Linked DNA regions of Callithrix jacchus: region 1 is linked to region 2. A link is a contact called in public Hi-C data. All regions are on one chromosome and are shown on one strand. The core of a region is the stretch at or near the end of the contact, and the rest is flanking DNA. Distances in the headings are between cores, read along the strand shown.

The links. A called contact is a pair of places that touch in the nucleus more often than the background predicts.
Region 1: a contact with region 2 is called in a Hi-C map of skeletal muscle, with 4 times the contacts expected there. The contact joins the enhancer-like site here to the promoter of PODXL in region 2. A contact is called at or near these places in 2 of 3 Hi-C or Micro-C datasets (induced pluripotent stem cells and skeletal muscle).

What each region holds. Positions count from the first base shown.
Region 1 is chr11:115,707,427-115,712,203 of calJac240_pri, forward strand. It overlaps PODXL (podocalyxin like), which reads left to right. Exons shown (of 9, transcript XM_002752001.5): 9 at 1,303-4,777. The coding sequence ends at 1,500. Among named protein-coding and RNA genes, the nearest start is that of PODXL, 57 kb to the left of the region's middle. Within about 2 kb of position 2,380, at least 3 of the 16 cell types and tissues checked have an H3K27ac peak or open chromatin away from gene starts, as enhancers often do.
Region 2 is chr11:115,650,431-115,655,257 of calJac240_pri, forward strand. PODXL (podocalyxin like) reads left to right here and starts at 2,758. Exons shown (of 9, transcript XM_002752001.5): 1 at 2,758-3,150; 2 at 3,243-3,597. The coding sequence starts at 2,758.

The sequences.
Region 1 (4,777 bases), core at 1,130-3,629, 57 kb after region 2:
CCCTCACGATTCCTGAGTTGCAGAAGAGCGAAGGGAGTGGGCCCTGGACCCTTTCTAATGGGCAGAGGCCACCCATGATAGGCAGCCACCTCGGTCCACAGAACATTACAGAGGCAGCGTGGCAGAAGACAGAGCATGGGCTTTGGAGTCAGGAAGACTTATTTATTTTTTATTATTTTTTCAGACAGGGTCTTGCTCCTCATCCAGGCTGCAGTGCAGTAGCATGATCTCTGCTCACTGCAACCTCTGCGTCTTGGGTTCAAGGGATTCTTCTGCTTCAGCCTCCCCAGTAGCTGGGATTACAGGCATGCACCACCATGCCCACCTAATTTTTGTATTTTTAGTAGAGCTGGGGTTTCAGCATGTTGGCCAGGCTGGTCTCAAACTCCTGACCTCAAGCAGTCTACCTGCCTCAGCCTCCCAAAATGCTGAGATTACAGGTGTGAGCCACCACACGCAGACTGCAGTCAGGGAGACTTGGTTTTGGTCCTGGCTCTGACTCTGAGTCAGATGAGCTCTGAGCAGCAGGTTCCTCATCTGCATGGCAGGAATAACCTCCTTGTGGAGCTGCTCTGAGGATTCACTGATAGAAGCAGGCCTAGGTGTTCCTAACCCCAAATTCTAACGCCTACCTCATTAGAATTCCCACCATGATGGTGCCATGCAGACTTGTGGTTCTCACTCATCCTGCCCAATGTGGGGAACTTTAAAATGCCCATGCCTGACTGCCTCCTATAGCAATTCATACAGAGTCTCTGAGTCCATCACTGTAGTTGTTAAAAAGCTCCCCAGGTGATTCTAGCATGCACTCAAGGTTGTGTCTGAGAGGGACAGAAAGTGCTTCTGCTGCTAGATGGCTGCTATCTGCCGCAGGGATGGTTCTAGAGACACCGTGCCCATCCTGCCTAGGTTGAGAGAGGGCTCAGTCAACCAGCCTGAGAGGTCATTTTAAAATAGTGTTTCCCCATTCATTACAATAGGTGATGTAGGTGCCCGGAGAGGTGGTTTTGGGGAAAGGAATGAAAGGGAGGAAAGAGCTTAGTGGACTCTGGAGAACAAAGTCCATCTTCACTCACTTCATAGGTCTGCCACCAAGGCGAGGGTGAGGGGCAAGTCTTTGTTCCAAACTAGTTCCAGGCAAGCTGAGAGCCAGAATGGCCACCAGGAGCAGCCAGCCCCACAGGGGAGCAATGAGAGCCTGCTTTAGCCACAGTGGGGCTCCGGGGTGGGAGGGGTACCTGTGCTATATTAAGCTCTGAACTCTGAAATCCCCTTCTCACTGGCTCATCTTTCCCACTCTAGCAACGACTAACAGAGGAGCTGCAGACGGTGGAGAATGGTTACCATGACAACCCCACACTGGAAGTGATGGAGACCTCTTCTGAGATGCAGGAGAAAAAGGTGGTCAGCCTCAATGGGGAGCTGGGGGACAGCTGGATCGTCCCTCTGGACAACCTGACCAAGGACGACCTGGATGAGGAGGAAGACACCCATCTCTAGTCCAGTCTAATGGCGGCCTCCAGCAGCACCACAGAGCTCCAGACCAACCACCCCAAGTGCCGTTTGGACGGGGAAGGGAAAGACTGGGGAGGGAGAGTGAACTCTGAGGGGTGCCCCTCCCAATCCCTCCAGAGCCTTAAATTTTCTTTTGAGCTGAACAAATCACATTCTATCCAGATTCTCTTGTAAAATACCCAATAGTGCCTGAGCTCAGTGCTGCTGGATGATGAGGGAAATCAAGAAAAAGCCACGTATAAGGGACTTTAAGAGATCAACTAGTGGAATCCCTTCATTCCGCAGCGGGATTACTGAGACCTGAAGAGGGTAAGTGATTTGTCCAAGGTCAGAGCCACTTGGTGACAGAGTCAGGACGAAAACAAAGATTCCATTTGCACCACGCCACACTGCCGTGTTCACGTGTGTCCTCCCGCCAGAGCTGTCCCGGGCAGGAGTGAAACTCTAGCAGCTGGGTGGTCTGGAAAGGAGGGCAGGGCTCCATCTTGGCTCAGTGGGATCTGACAGCTTGACAGTCCAGCTCCTAAGTTTTCCTTCTCCTACCCCAGCCTCATGTACCCATTTTCCCACCCTGTGTTCTTCCCCCTCCCTATGCTCGCTGTTTGTTCCCACTTACTCTGTCCTATGGCCTCTGGGATTAGCACAGGTTATTCATAACTTTGAACCCCTTGTTCTGGATTCTGATTTTCTCACATGTGCTTTGTGAGATTGGGGCTTAACCCACACAGGACTCCCTGCATGAACCAGGTCTGCTTTGGGGACCCATGTGCAGGTCCTCTAGAAGGAGACGCTCTTCAGGCTGGTGTCTCAGGGCAGCTGATTATGGGGTCAGCAGGAACACTGGCCCATCGCCCCGGTCCTCCTTGCAGAGGCTCCCCACAATCTTCTTTGGCCTTCCATTTTCACCATGGACTAAAATCTGCTGTAGCTACTGAAAGCAGTGTTCCTTTTGTTGTTCACTGCTCAGCTGATGGGAGTGATTCCCTGAGACCCAGTGTAAAAGAGCAGTGGCTGTGGGAGAGGCCTTCCTGCCCCTGCCCCCTCCCTCAGCGATGTGTTTTCAGAGACAATCCATTAAAGCAACCAGGAAGGACAGGCTTTCCTCTTTATTTCATAGGAAACTCAGGGACATTTCAAGTTGTGGAGAGTTTGTTTTCTAACCCAGCCCTCCACTGCCAAAGGCCAAAGCTTAGACAGTTGTGGACATCCAGTTAGCTCATCTCGCACATTCTGGTTCTCCTGTGCCACAGGGAACGAGGGAGATGCATGAAGAGCAGCCTGGGGGACGGACTGTTCTGGGAACTCTCAGTGTCCTGGCTTGGAGCTAGGCCTTGCTGTTTTCTCTGTGGTCCTAGTGGGGCTGCTGTAGTTCTCTTGCAGTTTCTGGTGGCATCTCGGAGAAGCACAAAGCCATGTCTTTTCCCTAATGTAAGATTTTTACAGGCTCAGCAGTTAGTTGCCATGTAGAAGGCTCCTAAGCAGTGGGCATGGTGAGGTTTCGTCTAACTGAGAAGGGGGAATCCTGTATGGAATTTTGAACTTTCACCATGGTCTCCATTATGCTGGGTGTAAATTCCCTGGGACCAAGTAGAAAAATGGGCAGAACTACTTAGGGGAATGAAAACTGCCATTTTTCCAAGGTCTTAAGCGTCAGGCCCAGGCTGTAGTGGTTCTATGAAATAGGTTATCTGCTTAGGGATGGCTTATTTTTTGAAAGGGTAGGGGGAGGGACTGGGGAAGATTCTTGCCCCACTCCATCTGCCTAATTCCTTCCTTATAGCCTGTAGCCATCTGATATCCTAGAGGAAAGGAAGGCCAAGGGTTCACATAGGGCCCAAGTGAGTTTCCCAGGAGTTAGGGGGATGCGAGGCTAACAAGGTCCCAACACATCTGCCCTGATTCTCTAGTGTTTGGCCTTGGGCAGGATGGAGAACAGTGCCCATTTGGGGGAAAACAGGAAATCTTGTAAGGCTTGATGAGGTGTTTGCTTCCTTTCTTCTTGCCCAGCAATGGGTTCCTTCCACCCAGTAGGTTTCTGTCGTGGTCCCCGTGGGAGAGGCCAGACTAGACTATTCCTCCTTTGCTGACACGGGGTCACAGTTCCCCAGCCAGGGCTTTTGACAGAGACAGCAAATAGGCCTCTGCAAATTGATCAAAGGCTGCAACCCTAAGGCCTCTTGGAGACAGATGACTGGCAAGGACTAGACAGCAGTTGTGCCTGGTCAGGTCAGCCACAGTTCCCGACTCTCCATCACTCTGTCCAAGGAGAACCCACAGAAGCTTTAGGCTGATTCAGAGGTTCCTTCTTTATGTTTGTCCAAACTGTGTTAGTCTAGTCTTAGGGCAGCTTCAGAATCTGACACCTTGCCATGCTCTTGCCACCAGGACACCTAAGTCAACAGGCCAAACAGCCACACATCTAAAGGTCACCATCTTCCACCACCTTTACTGGGTTCTAAATGCTCTCTGATAATTCGGAGTCTGGGTCCTGGAAGAGGTAAGAGGAACACTAGAAGCTCAGCATGTTTTTTAAACAGGTTGTACCAAAGAGAGTTTAGTGGCAAACCATGGTTTCCCCAAGCTGCAGAGAAGGCCAGAAACCATGAATATGACTGGAAGCCTACTGTCACATGAGTGGGGAGAGAAGCAGCAATGCTGATGAAGGAGGTACAGAAAATTCTTTGCATCGTAAGACAAAATATGGGTTTAATCTAGTCTAGACACCAGTTTTTCTTCCCTCTTGATAACAAAGTTTATTTAAATCACTTCTTGAGCTTTATCTTTTTTGACAAAATACTGGAGAAACTCTGAAGAACAAGTTCAAACTGATACATATACACCTGTTTTTTGGATAATGTAAATGCCCTGGCCACATGTTAATCCACCCTGCATTGCTTTAAGTGAACCTACTTTGAAAAAACATGTTAGCTGAGTGATGGCCGAGTTTTTTCTCTGAACAAGAATGTAAATGTCTTACTAGAAATGAAAAGTTTTTGATTTTTTTTAAACAAAAAATGAAATATAACAAGACAAGCTTATGACAAAATATTTGTCTTGTAAATCAGGTTTTTTTTTTTTAAATTTTAAAACTCCACCCTGCTCCCTCCCCAGCAAAGTCGCAGCCCCATTATAGTAAAGGTTGGAGTCAATATGCTCTGGTTGGCAGGCAACCCTCTAGTCATGAGGGATTTCAAGTTCTAGTCCAGTCTTTTTCTACAGACAAGAGAATGTGAAGCCCACAAAGATAAAGTGACTTGCTCAA
Region 2 (4,827 bases), core at 1,508-4,007:
TACGAAACAAAACAAAACAAAACATTAAAAAAAAATTCACTGGGCGTGGTGGCGGGCACCTCTATTCTCAGGTTCTTTGGAGGCTGAGGCAAGAGATTCACTTGAACCTGGAGGCAAAGGTTTCAGTGAGCTGAGGTCTCACCACTGCACTCCAGACTCAGTAACAGAGACTCCATCTAAAAAAAAAAAAATGCAGCAAATCCCAGAAGGAATGATCCTGCAGAAACTTCCTGATGAGAAACTTCAAAAACAGCATCTGTAAAATGCTTTGGGTTTCAGATACAAGCTCAGGTGTTCTGGGCCAGTGAGGTCACAAGCTGGAGTGCAAGGCTAAAGGGGCCAAAGGCACAGGCCAATTACCTGGGGACAGCTCATCTCACTGGCCACAGGTGACCCCTGAACCCAGCCAACCTCATTCCAGAAACCCACCGTGCATAAGTCGAGGGGGCTGCTGGATACTGGGGAGAGTCCCAGCACAATTCTGACTTTTCTGTGTCTTCTCTAAGCCCAGATGTCTGCTCTCATTTTAATTTTGCACCAGTCCCAAATCATGTGAATTTAAAATGCCCTAAGCTTCAAAATATACACTCTCTTTACAAAGTTAACGTTTTTTTTTATTGCTTCTGAGTTTTTAGAGAAATTGAATCACTGAGTTCAAAAACACTGTTTAAATCAGACAGCGTGCTATATGCATTTTTAAAATCCCAGTTTAAAAAAAACAATATATATATATATATATAGCTTGGTTTCAGAAGAGAAATAAGACTTTTGTTGACATGATGTCAGGGGAACAGTACTAAAAAAAGCATCAAAGATAGTCTCACACGTACACATATCCCAGAGTATTCACAGGGAACACCCTCTGTCTCTCCCATATGCGGTGTGGAAAACCGGGCCAGAACGATCCTGCAGAAACTTCCTGATGAAAACAGCCCCGTCAGCCCTTCCCAAGCTTGAGGCCGGTTGCCACGGAACCCCAGCCAGGGCGCCAGCGCTTCCTTCGCGGCTCCAGCGACGAAATGCCTCGCAGGCAAGGCCTGCTTGCAGCCGACTTCAGGGGCTCACGGACTCCCCTGCCCCAGGGACGCGGCTAGATCCTGAGGAAAACCCCTCCACCCAACCCCATCTGGCAGGGAGACTCCAGGTTAGCAACCTCGGAGTCACGTGAGCCAAATTCACGCCGTACCCGGGTTCCAAGGTTAATTATCCCTCGCCCCCTCCACATCCCGGCTCCGCTGATGTGCCTCTTTTTCAGGAGGGCCTGGGGTTTGCGTCTCCCAAGCAACTTTGGGGGCGGGGCGGGGGGAGAAGTGGGGGAGGGGAGAGGACCTTCTTTGTTCTTTCACCGGATAAACTCAGTTTATGGAATTCTCCAACACCCAGCCCCAGCCCCAGTGTGCAGATATCTCTGATCCACACTTGGAGGGCGAGCAGCTTCATTCACTGAGACTTTTGTGTTCCTGGCCCTAGGCTAAGTATTATCCTGTATGATCACTCTTAAGTCTACCAACAATCTTTAAAGTAGGTGTTATTATCCCTGTTTTACAGATGAAACGAAACGAGGTACTGACAGTAACCTGCCTAGGATTTTACAATTAATAGATTGGCATGGTTAGGTTTTGAGCCCAAGTCTCTTCTGACCCAAAAGCCCTAACTCTTTATTGCTGTTCTTTATAGAGCAGGAATAAGACAATAACCACTTCTTGCAGAGCAATTACTATATTCTAGGCACGGGGCACCGTTCTCCAAACCAGTCTCAGCGGCAGGTTTGCCACTTACCCGTTATGTGACCTCAGCAAGTTTCCTAACCTCTTTTTTTTTTTTTTTTTTTTTGAGACGGAGTTTCGCTCTCGTTACCCAGACTGGAGTGCAATGGCGCGATCTCGGCTCACCGCAACCTCCGCCTCCTGGGTTCAGGCAATTCTCCCGCCTCAGCCTCCTGAGTAGCTGGGATTACAGGCACGCGCCACCATGCCCAGCTAATTTTTGTATTTTTAGTAAAGCCGGGGTTTCACCACGTTGACCAGGATGGTCTTGATCTCTTGACCTCATGATCCACCCGCCTCGGCCTCCCAAGGGGCTGGGATTATAGGTGTGAGCCACCGCGCCCGGCCTCCTAACCTCTTTTTGACTCAATTTCCCTGTCTGCAAAATGAGGCTAAAAATATGGTTGCCGTGGGCCGGGCGCGGTGGCTCACACCTGTAATCCCAGCATTTTGGGAGGCCGAGGCGGGCAGATCACCTGAGGTCGGGAGTTCCAGACCAGCCAGACCAACGTGGTGAAACCCTGTCTCTAAAAATACAAAATTAGCCGAGCGTGCCGGTAATCCCAGCTATTCAGGAGGCTGAGGCAGGAAAATCACTTGAACCCGGGAAGCGGAGGATGCGGTGAGCCAAGATCGCTCCATTGTACACCAGCCTGGGCAACAAGTGCGAAACTCCGTCTCAAAAAAAAAAAAAAAAAATGGGTGTCGTGAAGAGTAAACGAATTAACATACGTAAAGCCGGTACACGTTCATCCGTGAAGTTGTTGCCGTTGTTTTTTAACCACCATCTCCATTTCACAGGTAAGGACCCTAGCCTTGGAGAGGTGAAGCAGTCAATTCGTCCAGCTTGCCCGGTGCACACCCTGCCGCAGAGACCCGCTCAGAAGTCGTGCGGGGTGGGGGCCCGCCGGTAGGTGAACTGCACTTGGCAGGTGGGAGGCGAGCTTCTCCGGGGTCGCCGCAGAACGCGCCGCAGCCGGGGAGGCCGCGCATGGTTATCGGCTGCCACGCAAGGCTGGAGGTCCGCCCGCTCCGGATGTGCGCGCAGTGTGAGGACCTGGGCGTGCGGGGGGGATCCCACTGGGGCCCCTCAGAAGCACTTAGTGGGGGACACCTGTTCGGGACACCCGTGGGCGGGGCACGACTGCCCCACGGGAGCCCCCCGCCCTGGCCGGCGCGCACACACTCACAGCCCCCCAAGGCGCGGGGGCCGCCCGGCCTCCCGCCCGCGGCGCTCCAGGGCGGAGTTTCCTCCTCTGCTCATTGTTCACGGCCCAGCGCCCGCCCAGCCCCGGCCCCGCCCGGCCCGGCCGCTGCCGCGGCGGGCGGGCTTCTGGAAGAGAGGGAGGGGAAGAGAGAGGGGGAGGGGGAGGGCGAGAGGGAGGCCGAGAGGGAGGGGGAGGGGGAGGGGGAGGGGGAGGGGGAGGGGGAGGGACGGGGGCGGGGGCCGGCGCGGACGGGACGAGCCGGGAGTAGCCCCAGCCGCCAGTGGGGCCGCAGCCGCGCAGACGCCGCCCAGGACGCAGCCGCCGCCGCCGCTCCTCTGCCGCTGGCTGTGCGCCCCAGCTTGGCTCTGCGGCAGCAGCAGGGAGGAAGGGCCGCCGCAGCGCGACTCCGGAGCCCCAGGCCACCGCCGGGCCGCGGGAGCCACCCACAGGCCTCCCTGAGCGGCACCCACGCTCCCACCACCCGGACGCGCGGACCCTCCGCTCACCCCGCAGCCACCTGCTCCTGGCCTCGAGGCGAGACACGATGCGCTGTGCGCTGGTGCTCTCGGCGCTGCTGTTGCTGCTGCTGCCGCCGCCGCCGGCGCTGTCTCTCTCCCAGAATTGTGAGTGGCCTGCCCCGGCTCTGCCGGGACCCCTACTGTGTCCTCGCGTCCCCTGCCCAGCCGCGCTGTAGGGAAGCCCAGCGCGCCGCGTGGTCCGACCCGGAGCAGCCCTGCTACCCCCGGGTCCACACACGGGGCCCTGACCTTGCACTATCCACGCCCCCTCCAAACTCCACAACGCGGCAGGTGCAGGGCGCGAGCGTGGATTCGTCTCCAGTATCCACACTGGAGGAGTAGGCGGTGGATTCGGCTCGGGCAGACAGGGGCGCGCCGGTGCTAAGTGGGTTTGCTGGGAAAGAAAAGGGAAACAGGGCACCACGAGGCTTCACGCTTTTGCGGGACCCTCGGCGTCTGAATATACCTTTGCTTCGTGTTGGAGGGAATGAGGGGCCGTATTGTGTATCCGTTAATTCCAGGCAAAGCGGCAGGCGAGAAGCTCCCGGGGAAGTCCCTGAAGCAGGTGACAAGCCTCCAGATACGGCCTACGCGGGCAATGTGCTTACCCGTTTGCAGAGAGGTTTTTCCAAGCCATATGTGCAGGCTCAACCCCCTGAGTCCGTGCTGGGGCAGGTAGAGGGACGTAAGGGGACCTTCCACAGCCCCAGAGTCACTTGGTTGACTGGGGGTTCTACCTCCGTGTCGCCAAAGCAATCCCTTCTTAGGTCGTGGCCACGATGGTGAGACCCCCCCCCAACCCTCTTGTGCAAACGGGAACTTCTCTCTCCTAGAAGAGGATGGGGCTGCATTTTAGACCCACCTTAGAAACTGCACGTGTCTCTCATGTCTTTCTGAGCTGCACCTCAGAAACATACCCTCCCTGTTTCTTCTCAAGGCGAAATGTTACTCCTTCTCTTTGTGGGGATAGGCAATGGCTGCAAACTCAACCAGAGCAGGTGTCACTAAGCCCCTAGGAACTGCAGGAGTCGGCCCAGCCCCGGGAGAGAGAAGCATTTCTCATTCTCTCTTGCCCACCTGAGCATGTGTCTGCAGGAAGAAAGAGCGGAGGTGGTGTTCTCACCCTAGGGCCAGGAGGACTGTGGGATGCACAGACAGGGAAGGGACTGCCACAAGCAGGTGCTGGCAGTTTGGGACTGGACTCTAAGGGGCCAGGGGAGATGGGAGGGCAGCACAGTCTCTCCTCTGCACCATAGGAAACCTTTAGTAGTGGGCAGGGGCTGGCACTCAGGGAGCAGGCAGGCTTGGACATCCTCCCGTGGCTGGTGGGAGACT